3 separate regions of the Sus scrofa genome follow, and regions 1 and 2 are each linked to region 3. A link is a contact called in public HiChIP or PLAC-seq and promoter capture Hi-C data. All regions are on one chromosome and are shown on one strand. Each heading gives the region's core, a stretch centred on a gene start, on an enhancer-like site or on the middle of the called end of the contact. The rest is flanking DNA. Distances are from core to core; before and after follow the strand shown.

Region 1 (2,901 bases), core at 160-2,659, 300 kb after region 3:
TTTCCTTATCTGCTTTTTTGTTTTTCTTTAAGACAAGCAAACAAATGAAAGGTGAAAATAAGGTTGCAGATGGTGTTTTAGACTATTTGAAAGAATGAAATGTGTCAAGCATTTTCAAGCAGATATTCATCCAAGATCATCCCACCTGCATTGATTTAACCTTTGCAGATTCAGGTCTTCATGGGCTCTGCCTCTGACTAGTTGTGTGACCTTGTGCAAATAGTGTAACCTCTCTTTGCCTCAGTTTTCTCATCTGTAAAATGGAAGTGTGAGAATGAAACATTATCACATGCAATGTGCTTGTAACAACTCTTGGCACAATCAGAGCTCATTTGATTTTTGTTAACAAGTGAGATAAAAATTACTTCCTCTGACGGGTGGGAAAACTGGGACTCTGAGGTTCCTTGTATAAGGCCACAGCTAATTATGTGGACTGGATCTAAGGACTTCTGGGTCCATGTAAACTCTGATACTCTCTCCTTCCCAAAGTCTAAAGTGAATTGCACAGGGGCCAAGAGCCGAGATCTCCTTCTACGTTTAATTGTATGTTTCCTGCTCTGTGGTAGCCCATTTATTCTCCCCATCGGAATTTCAGCTGGTTTGTGAGACAATGAAAGAAAGAAGGAAAGGAAGAAAGAGAAAGAAAGAAAGAAGGAGAGAAAGAAAAAACCAGGGCTGCCTTTTTTGTGACTGGATACTCTGGAATAATAATGCATTTTATGATTTTAGTAGTTCCAGTATTATGGAAACTTTTTTTTCTCTATTTGCATTATGCTTGGAAGCAGAAGGAAGGAAAGATGTAAGGTGGCTTTAAACAGCCAGATAGACATGGACCTTTGCTGGCTCCTTCAAGTTTGACAAGGGCTTTCTCCCCTGTGGGAAAGAGGTGGGCATAGAATAGGCTCTGTGCCTGAGTTCTCCAGCGGCTTCGGGACGTGATTAGGCTTGGTGAGGGGTGATCATGCTGGGCTCTTCTGGGAGACCAACCAAGCTATGAACTGAATGGGCTGATTGCAGTAACTGAAGGGCACAGTTTGGGAAGGTGGGCCATCAGCGTAGCAGCTCTGTTTCTCTGGGCCCCAGTGCTTCTGACTATGAGATAGCCAGGGGCACTGTCCTTGTTCTGGGTATCAGGCAGGAACGGGGCTCCACTCAGATCAAAATGCCCCAGTCCTCTCTACAGCAGCTTGTGGTTGGTCCGTGTCACATGCTCATCTCACCAAAGATTTCTGAAGTTAGCAAGTGAAGTCCTTGGCTGCAAAAAATCAGGACTGGTTCCCAGTGTCTACTTTAAGTGCTGCCAGTGGCTTATATTTTTCCATAGGGTATCTTGCTGTCATGGTTAGTCATCAATTCCTAGACAGGCTTAGAAGTCAGGGGTTAATAGTTCAGGGGCCAACTCCCAAAGACGCCAGACTGTGTGATGTCATCGAAACCTCAGGAACCTATGATGACGCATGTATGATTATGCCCTTTATAGAGAGAGGAAAACTGAGGCTTTGGGAGGTTACTGAGTTGTCCAAATCCATATTCTAGTAAGTGGTGGAATAAAATCTGAATTACGTTTGTCTAACTCACAAGCACACACAACAAAAGTAGTTTTACCAGGTGTAGTAGGAAATGGCTGTGAGAGCTTTGTGGATCTAAGGTTAAAAAAATGGAATTGAGTTGTGCTTTTGCCCTCTGATAAAGATGTAGATCATGTGTTTATTATTAATGTTATTTTCAGAACAAATGTTCTCAAGCCTTTTCTCAGCTATTTAATGGAAAGAGCCTAAAACACTTAGCCCATGAAACAGAGCAGAAGATAGAAATAATGGAGACATAATGGTGGTGATACCGGAAAAATGATACCGGAATCCGGGTTCTTGTTCACGGCAGTCGAAGAATGAACTCTGGGAACACACATGCAGCAAGCAAGCAAAGGCTTGTTAAAGGAAAGCAAATAGCTCCCAGGGCTGCTGGGAGGGGGAGAAGAGCCCCCACTCTCTATTGTCCCATAGGAGTTTTTATTCCTTAAAGATGGGGGGGTACCAATGTGGGGGTCCAGAAAGATGGGGTTTTCTCCCATTGGCCTTGCTCAATTACCCATATCAGTCCTTATCCAATAGGGCTTATAGGGGTGGAAATGTCCTGTAGGTCTCATGGTTTCTTTGTCCTTTTCTTCCCATAAACTTAGTCACAGGGGATTAGAGATTAATGTCCATCTGGGCATAGGTACACTCCCTATAGTAAACAAGGCCTGTGGGGATGTTACTCCCTGGAGCCCTTAAGCAACAAATGTTAATCAATAGCCATATTAAAGAATATATCAAAGCCCATGTTTCTACACTGACTACCTGAATTAATATTCTGCCTCACTAGGATGGAATTTTATAATTTATACACAGATTAATTTTCCCAATCAACAGTAAAAAAAAAAAGACCAGCCAAGATAAGGGGACTGGAGCCTTTGCCCAGAAGTTTTGGCATGGAGATAACAGAATGTTTGACAGGAAATTGTCAGGGTGAGACTATGCTACAAAAGATCTAATTTACACACCATCACCATTTGGGTTGGGTCATGCCTAAGTCCTCCACAATGCAACCATGAGATGCTCTGACATGCTTTGATAATTCTAAGACAATTTTTTTAAAAAAGGTAAAATCATGACTCTCATTCAGAAATAAAGTTGAACATAGGGTATTTTATTTAACTTACTAATGTGGAAGCTGGTAAGGGTATTACAAGCAGTTCAAAGGAAAAGCCAAATCCCTCACAAATTTATATGGATGGGAGTTCCCTTTGTGGCTCAGTGGTTAACGAACCTGACTAGAAACTGTGAGGATGAGGGTTCAATCCCTGGCCTCCCTCAGTGGGTTAAGGATCCGCCGTTGCCATGAGCTGTAGTGTAGGCCACA
Region 2 (2,700 bases), core at 145-2,644, 280 kb after region 3:
ATCGCTTCTGTAAGATCCATTGCAGGGAGAGCACCAGCTTCCCTGTGCCTCTGCAAATGTGTTTTCCAGAGTAGACTGTGGTCTGGAGAGAGCATTGCCTCCCTTGCAAATGGGCAACTGTATGACAGTCACAGAGGGCAGCCTCCATCAAGACCCTCATGTGATCTCAGAGTCCCCTGTCCTATACTTTTACAGGGAGGCAGAGCAGGACCTGAGCAGGTGCTCCTGCACCTCTGGCATGTTTTTTTTTTTCCATTATTGTCAGCAGGGGTCTGGAATTTGCCAGATGAAATGACTTAAAATCCATGTACTTTTAAAAAAGTGTATGTGACTTTATCCTTTGTCAAGGAGGTACCCACTCAGTGGTCACTTGCCAAGTGCCTCCTCCAGGCCAGGCCTGTATAGATCCTGGGGATACAATGGTGACCACCTTGTCCCTGCTCTTGAGGTGTTCCTAGTCCTGTGGGGAGAGATGTGTGGCAGGTAGTTAAAGAGCAAAGAGCTGAGTGCCATGGATGAGAGGTCTGCAAGAGACCTTGGAGAGTGGGCTCATCCATATGTGTGAAAGAAAGAGAAGAGAAAGACATATGTATTTTATATATGAAATGAATATATACATATATATGTAGAGAGAGAAAGAAAAATGGTTTTGCAACACACACATATAAATATGCATAGAGAGAAAAAGTAAATATACCAAAGCATTAGTAGTTACTGAATCTGTCTGGAGGGAATATGGTAATTCATTGTGCAAGCCTCAACTTTTTCTATACCCGAACACCTTGGTAATAAAAAGTGGAGGGAACAATGGGTATATTACATGAATCACTTAGTAAGTAGTAGGTGCTTACAAATGTTTGTTTTACGGCCAAGAGGGCATAGTTGCAAAGAGCTTCCGCATAACATATATGATCCGACTTCATCCTCAGAACAGCCCTGTGGGGGTCTCTAATGATCACCCCATTCACCACTGAAAAGCAGAGGTCTAAAGACCGTGGTGATTTGCCCAAGGCTACCTGTGGGTAAGCGACGTAGCCTGGACTGAGAACAGGTTCTTAGACTCCAAATCCAGTTCTGTTTTCTCATCCACAGTCTCCCTTGGGAGTCTGTGGTTTATTTCCTGCCTGTGCTGGAACCCAGAGCTCAGACATGCACAGGAGCCCCGGTGTTTACCCTTCCTGTGCCCTTGTGTCCCTGCGTCCTCGAGCTGGTGGTCATCCTCTCTTCCTTCTGGGTCTGGAGCAGGGAGGGAAGGTGGCAGGCATCCAGGGAAACAGGGCAGCTGCCCTGGGGACCTTGGCTGAATCTAGGCCATGGCCGGGCTGGGATGGCCTGTCTGTGTGGGACATGGCCTATCCAGGCCAGAGCGAGCCTGGTGTGGGCTGACCCTGTGCACCTCCTGTGAGGGCCATCCTGCCTCCACGCCAGGCCAGAGGGTGCATTTCATCACTTACTCCCAGTTGCAGCCAGAGAAAGGGCTTCTTCTTGGCCTCCTGCCAGTTATTGCTCCTGCTGCCAGAAAGTCTTAATCATGCTGTTGGAAAGGGCCAAGCCCCCTCCACCACTAGCAGCCAGCTGGCTCCTGTGGGCGTCAGCTGGGCTAGAGCTTCCTGCAGTCCCACTGCAAAGGCCCCCTGATTGGGCCTGGTTTGGAGGGTGTGCAAACTTACATTCACTTTCCAATCTCAGGTATATTTATAAGCCTTTTTTTTTTTTTTTTTTTTTCCTCTTTAGGGCCGCACCCACAGCATATGGAGCTTCCCAGGCTAGGGGTCTAATTGAAGCTACAGCTGCCGGCCTACGCCAGTGCCACAGCAACACCAGATCCGAGCCACATCTGCGACCTACACCACAGCTCATGGAAATGCCAGATCCTTAGCCCACTGAGTGAGGCCAGGGATCAAACCCGCAACCTCATAGTTCCTAGTTGGATTCATATCTGCTGTGCCACAACGGGAACTCCTAAGCCTCCTTTTCTAACTCAGAAGCTCTCCCACCCTGGGGAGTTGCTAAAGCTCAGACAGAACAAAGATACACCTGCGGTGTCTCCACTGCCTTGCCCAGGACACAGGTCAGAGCAGGATCTTCAGAGTGTTTGCTGGAGGTCATGGGATGGATCGTATTCCCTGACCCATGCACACCTGCACCCCCTAGCCCCCAATTCATATGTGAAGACCTCATTATGTCAGAATGTAACTGCCTTTGGAGAGAGGGTCTTCAAAGATGTAATTAAATTAAAATGAAGTCATTAGAGTGGGCCCTACTCCATAACTAGTGTCCTTACAAGAAAACGAGATTAGGACAAAGACATACGTAGGGGGGAAGACGATGTGAAAATAAAGAGAAGGCAGCCATCTGCTAGCCAAAGAGAGAGGCCTCAGAAGAAATCAGCCCTGCTGATACTCTGGTCTCCAACTTCTAAACTCCAGAATGGCAAGAAAATAAATTTCTGCTGTTTGAACCACCCAGTCTGCTGTCTTGTGTTATGGTAGCCCCAGCAAGTGAATGACATGCCATCATATGCTGATGAATGTTGAACGTGGTGGAGTCCTACCCCAGGACTGGTGTGTGGCTAAATCGGTGGGTGGATCCAGGCCCAGGCACCTTCCTCTGAGAGTGCACCCCCCTGCTCGAACTGGTCATTTAAATGTCTCCTGATGTGAGTGGACAAGCGGAGCCCCACCTTCCCCTCCGAGTCTC
Region 3 (2,704 bases), core at 112-2,611:
TGTATACTGAGTCACTTTGCTGTACAGCAGAAATTGGCACATTGTAAATCAACTATACTTTAGCAAAAAAAAATTAAAAGAAAAAGAAGCTGGAGTTCCCATCGTGGCGCAGTGGTTAACGAATCCGACGAGGAACCATGAGGTTGCGGGTTCGGTCCCTGCCCTTGCTCCATGGGTTAATGATCCTGCGTTGCCGTGAGCTGCGGTGTAGGTTGCAGACGCGGCTCGGATCCCGCGTTGCTGTGGCTCTGGTGTAGGCCCGTGGCTATAGCTCCGATTTGACCCCTAGCCTGGGAATCTCCATATGCCGCAGGAGCGGCCCAAGAAATAGCAAAAAAAAGACAATCAATCAATCAATCAATCAATTTAAAAAAGAAAAAGAAAAAGAAGCTGGAGTGAAGGAAATTTGAGAGTTCTCTTCCGAGATGGAACCGAGTGAAAAAGAGGATATTTGTTGGGGGGTTGGAGCGGCAGTACCCCCGTGGTTTAGGCTGCGGGCTTTTAGAATGCTTAAGGCCTGGTCTGAGACACAAATTTGTGAAGAGTTTAGAGAAATATGGCTTAGGCTCTGTGTTTTCCGCTGTTTGAAGATCGTTACATTTAGGTTCTGCTCATTGGTGGCTGTCGCCAATATAATTACCGCTTGTTGGGACTTTGCTTTTGTTTACTTGGTAGACGTCGCGCACCCTAAGAAGCAGAAAGAAGTAACCAAAATTTCCATTCCCTGTGAAGTTAGTAAGTGGAAAGCGGCCACTCAACATCCCTCACGCTCACTTTTAACCCAAGGGACAGCCCTCAGCAGCACTAAAATAAAATCCTCTGTGGTCTGCAGAGTTGCGCTCCGGTGCGGGGGCGGGGCCCCAGGAAACCCCGCCTCCCAAGCCCAATCCCAGCTCTCCGCCGGCGGACAGGAAGCGGCGGCAGGCCTAGCAGCCCGGGAACTGGCCCCGGCACGCATGCGCGCGTCCCTGGGGTGCCTGGGGGAGGGGAAGGGGCGGGCTGAAGGGGTGCGGCTCTGCCTGCCGGTTGGGCGCCCGTGGGTCACGTGGCAAGGAAGGAGGCGGAGGTCCCGGGCTCGGGGGAGGGAGGTAGAGAAGAGGGAAGGAGCGAGGGAAGGAAAGCGGGGAAGGGAGGAAGGAAACGAACGAAGGGGAGGGAGGTCCCTGTTTTGGAGGTGCTGGGAGCTTTGCCGGCCCCTGAAGTGGGGCGAGAGGGAGGTGCTTCGCCGTTCTCCTGCCGGGGGAGGTCCCGGCTTCTCTTGGAGGCTCTGGACCAAGCCTCTTCAGCTTCTCCCTCCGGATCGATGTGCTGCTGTTAACCCGTGAGGAGACGGCGGCAGCAGCCAGCAGCGGCAGCGGAAGATGGTGTTGCTGAGAGTGTTAATTCTGCTCCTCTCCTGGGCAGCGGGGCTGGGAGGTAAGGCGCGATACCAAGCGCCGGGGGCGCCGTGAGCACGGCGTACCGCGCGGCGGCAGCGGCGGCCGGGCCGAGCGGAGCCCGGTCGCGCGGCGCGGTGGGCGCGTCAGTCAGCCTCGCCGGCCGGCGGCGCCACTCCGGCGCGCAGCGCTCCCCGCTCCCTATTGTCCCCTGCGCCCCAGCCGCCTTCCCTTCTCTGGCGGGCCGAGGAGGCTCCTAGCCTCCGACGAGGCCTTCCCCACCCCTACCGCCCCAGCAGCAGGGGAGGCTCGGGTCGCCTGCCAGAGAAGCAAAGTCGGGTCGCCAGGCGAGAGCAGTGGAGCTCAGGCCGGTGGCACTATCTCTCCAGCCTGCTCACCAGACGCCGGGGCGGGCAGCTGCCTCCGGGCCGGCGGTCTTTGCCAGCCTTGTCCGGCGCTCACCCTCTTCACCCGTCCGCCCCCGGCCCCTGCCGGGTGGCAAATTCCGGAGTCCACTCCGCTGCGGAGAACCGCTGCGCAGGCTCGTGTGAAGTTGCGATATTTATTGTTGTTTACCCGGCGCGGCGATCCACACCGACCCGGTTCTGCAGAGGGGCCTCCAGTGGAGGGGTAGCAGTGGTCTGCTGCTTGTCTGACCTGGGAGGTTACCGCTCTCCATAGTTCGCCGCCGCTGCTCCGTTGTTTGGAGAGAGATAGCAGGAGGGTGTGCTTCTCTTCTGTGAAAACATTCCGTTGCCCTGGAGAAAGGGTTTGGTGGCGAGAAAGATAAGTCGTTAGTTACGGGCTGTTCATTGATCTGTAGGCTGGATTGGGTCTTTTACAGGGACAGTGCCTGGGTGACCCAACTTGAAGAGTTTTTTTAAACTGTCAGGTGGAGTAGACATATTGTGTAGTTAGGGGATTGTCAAAACAGTTGCAACTCTCCACCCCCCAAATTAGAGTTAAAATTGCTGAAAGCGCTAATTTCTTGATCACTCGGTTTTGAAGGCAGTATTTATTTCCAGCGTATCCCAGGACCAACTGTATCATTTTTGTTGTTGTGTAAAGTGTTTTATTTTAGGTTAACTTTTTGACTTGCGCATAATAAAGACCTCAAAGTATGTTTAAAAGCATTGGATTGAAAATTTTTCTGGAATGCTTTGCATGAGTAAAGACTAATTTGATAATTTAGGAAATAGCGGAATGTTTCATGTAGTGGATTGTTTTTGTTTCTTTGACTTTGACTTAAGACGTTAGAGCCAAGTATGTTCTTATCCTGCTTTTGTCTTAGTCTGAGGGTGATACTTTGTAGATGGACTAATGTAGTT

What was found. Promoter capture Hi-C pulls out the DNA fragments that hold promoters and counts their contacts. HiChIP or PLAC-seq counts read pairs in DNA pulled down with a chosen protein or histone mark.
Region 1: an H3K27ac HiChIP or PLAC-seq map of alveolar macrophages shows a contact between it and region 3. The contact joins the enhancer-like site here to the promoter of ADAM10 in region 3. A contact is called at or near these places in 6 of 47 Hi-C or Micro-C datasets (heart right ventricle, liver, mesenteric adipose tissue and 3 more) and 2 of 2 datasets of contacts at active chromatin or transcription factors (alveolar macrophages and skeletal muscle).
Region 2: a contact with region 3 is called in a promoter capture Hi-C map of fetal liver, with 4 times the contacts expected there. The contact joins the enhancer-like site here to the promoter of ADAM10 in region 3. A contact is called at or near these places in 2 of 5 promoter capture datasets (fetal liver and skeletal muscle), 6 of 47 Hi-C or Micro-C datasets (alveolar macrophages, embryonic fibroblasts, retroperitoneal adipose tissue and 2 more) and 2 of 2 datasets of contacts at active chromatin or transcription factors (alveolar macrophages and skeletal muscle).

Annotation. Positions count from the first base shown.
Region 1 is chr1:113,589,217-113,592,117 of Sscrofa11.1, forward strand. The region is part of intron 4 of LOC102158936 (a long non-coding RNA gene); the gene reads left to right. It also overlaps a transcript of LIPC not described here. Among named protein-coding and RNA genes, the nearest start is that of LIPC, 6.9 kb to the left of the region's middle. Within about 2 kb of position 1,410, at least 2 of the 83 cell types and tissues checked have an H3K27ac peak or open chromatin away from gene starts, as enhancers often do. A contact at or near this core is called in alveolar macrophages, where this site is marked.
Region 2 is chr1:113,568,592-113,571,291 of Sscrofa11.1, forward strand. The region is part of intron 1 of LIPC (lipase, hepatic); the gene reads right to left. The region is part of intron 3 of LOC102158936 (a long non-coding RNA gene); the gene reads left to right. Among named protein-coding and RNA genes, the nearest start is that of LIPC, 14 kb to the right of the region's middle. Within about 2 kb of position 1,395, at least 18 of the 83 cell types and tissues checked have an H3K27ac peak or open chromatin away from gene starts, as enhancers often do. A contact at or near this core is called in fetal liver and skeletal muscle, where this site is marked.
Region 3 is chr1:113,288,119-113,290,822 of Sscrofa11.1, forward strand. ADAM10 (ADAM metallopeptidase domain 10) reads left to right here and starts at 1,362. Exons shown (of 16, transcript NM_001130531.1): 1 at 1,362-1,416. The coding sequence starts at 1,362.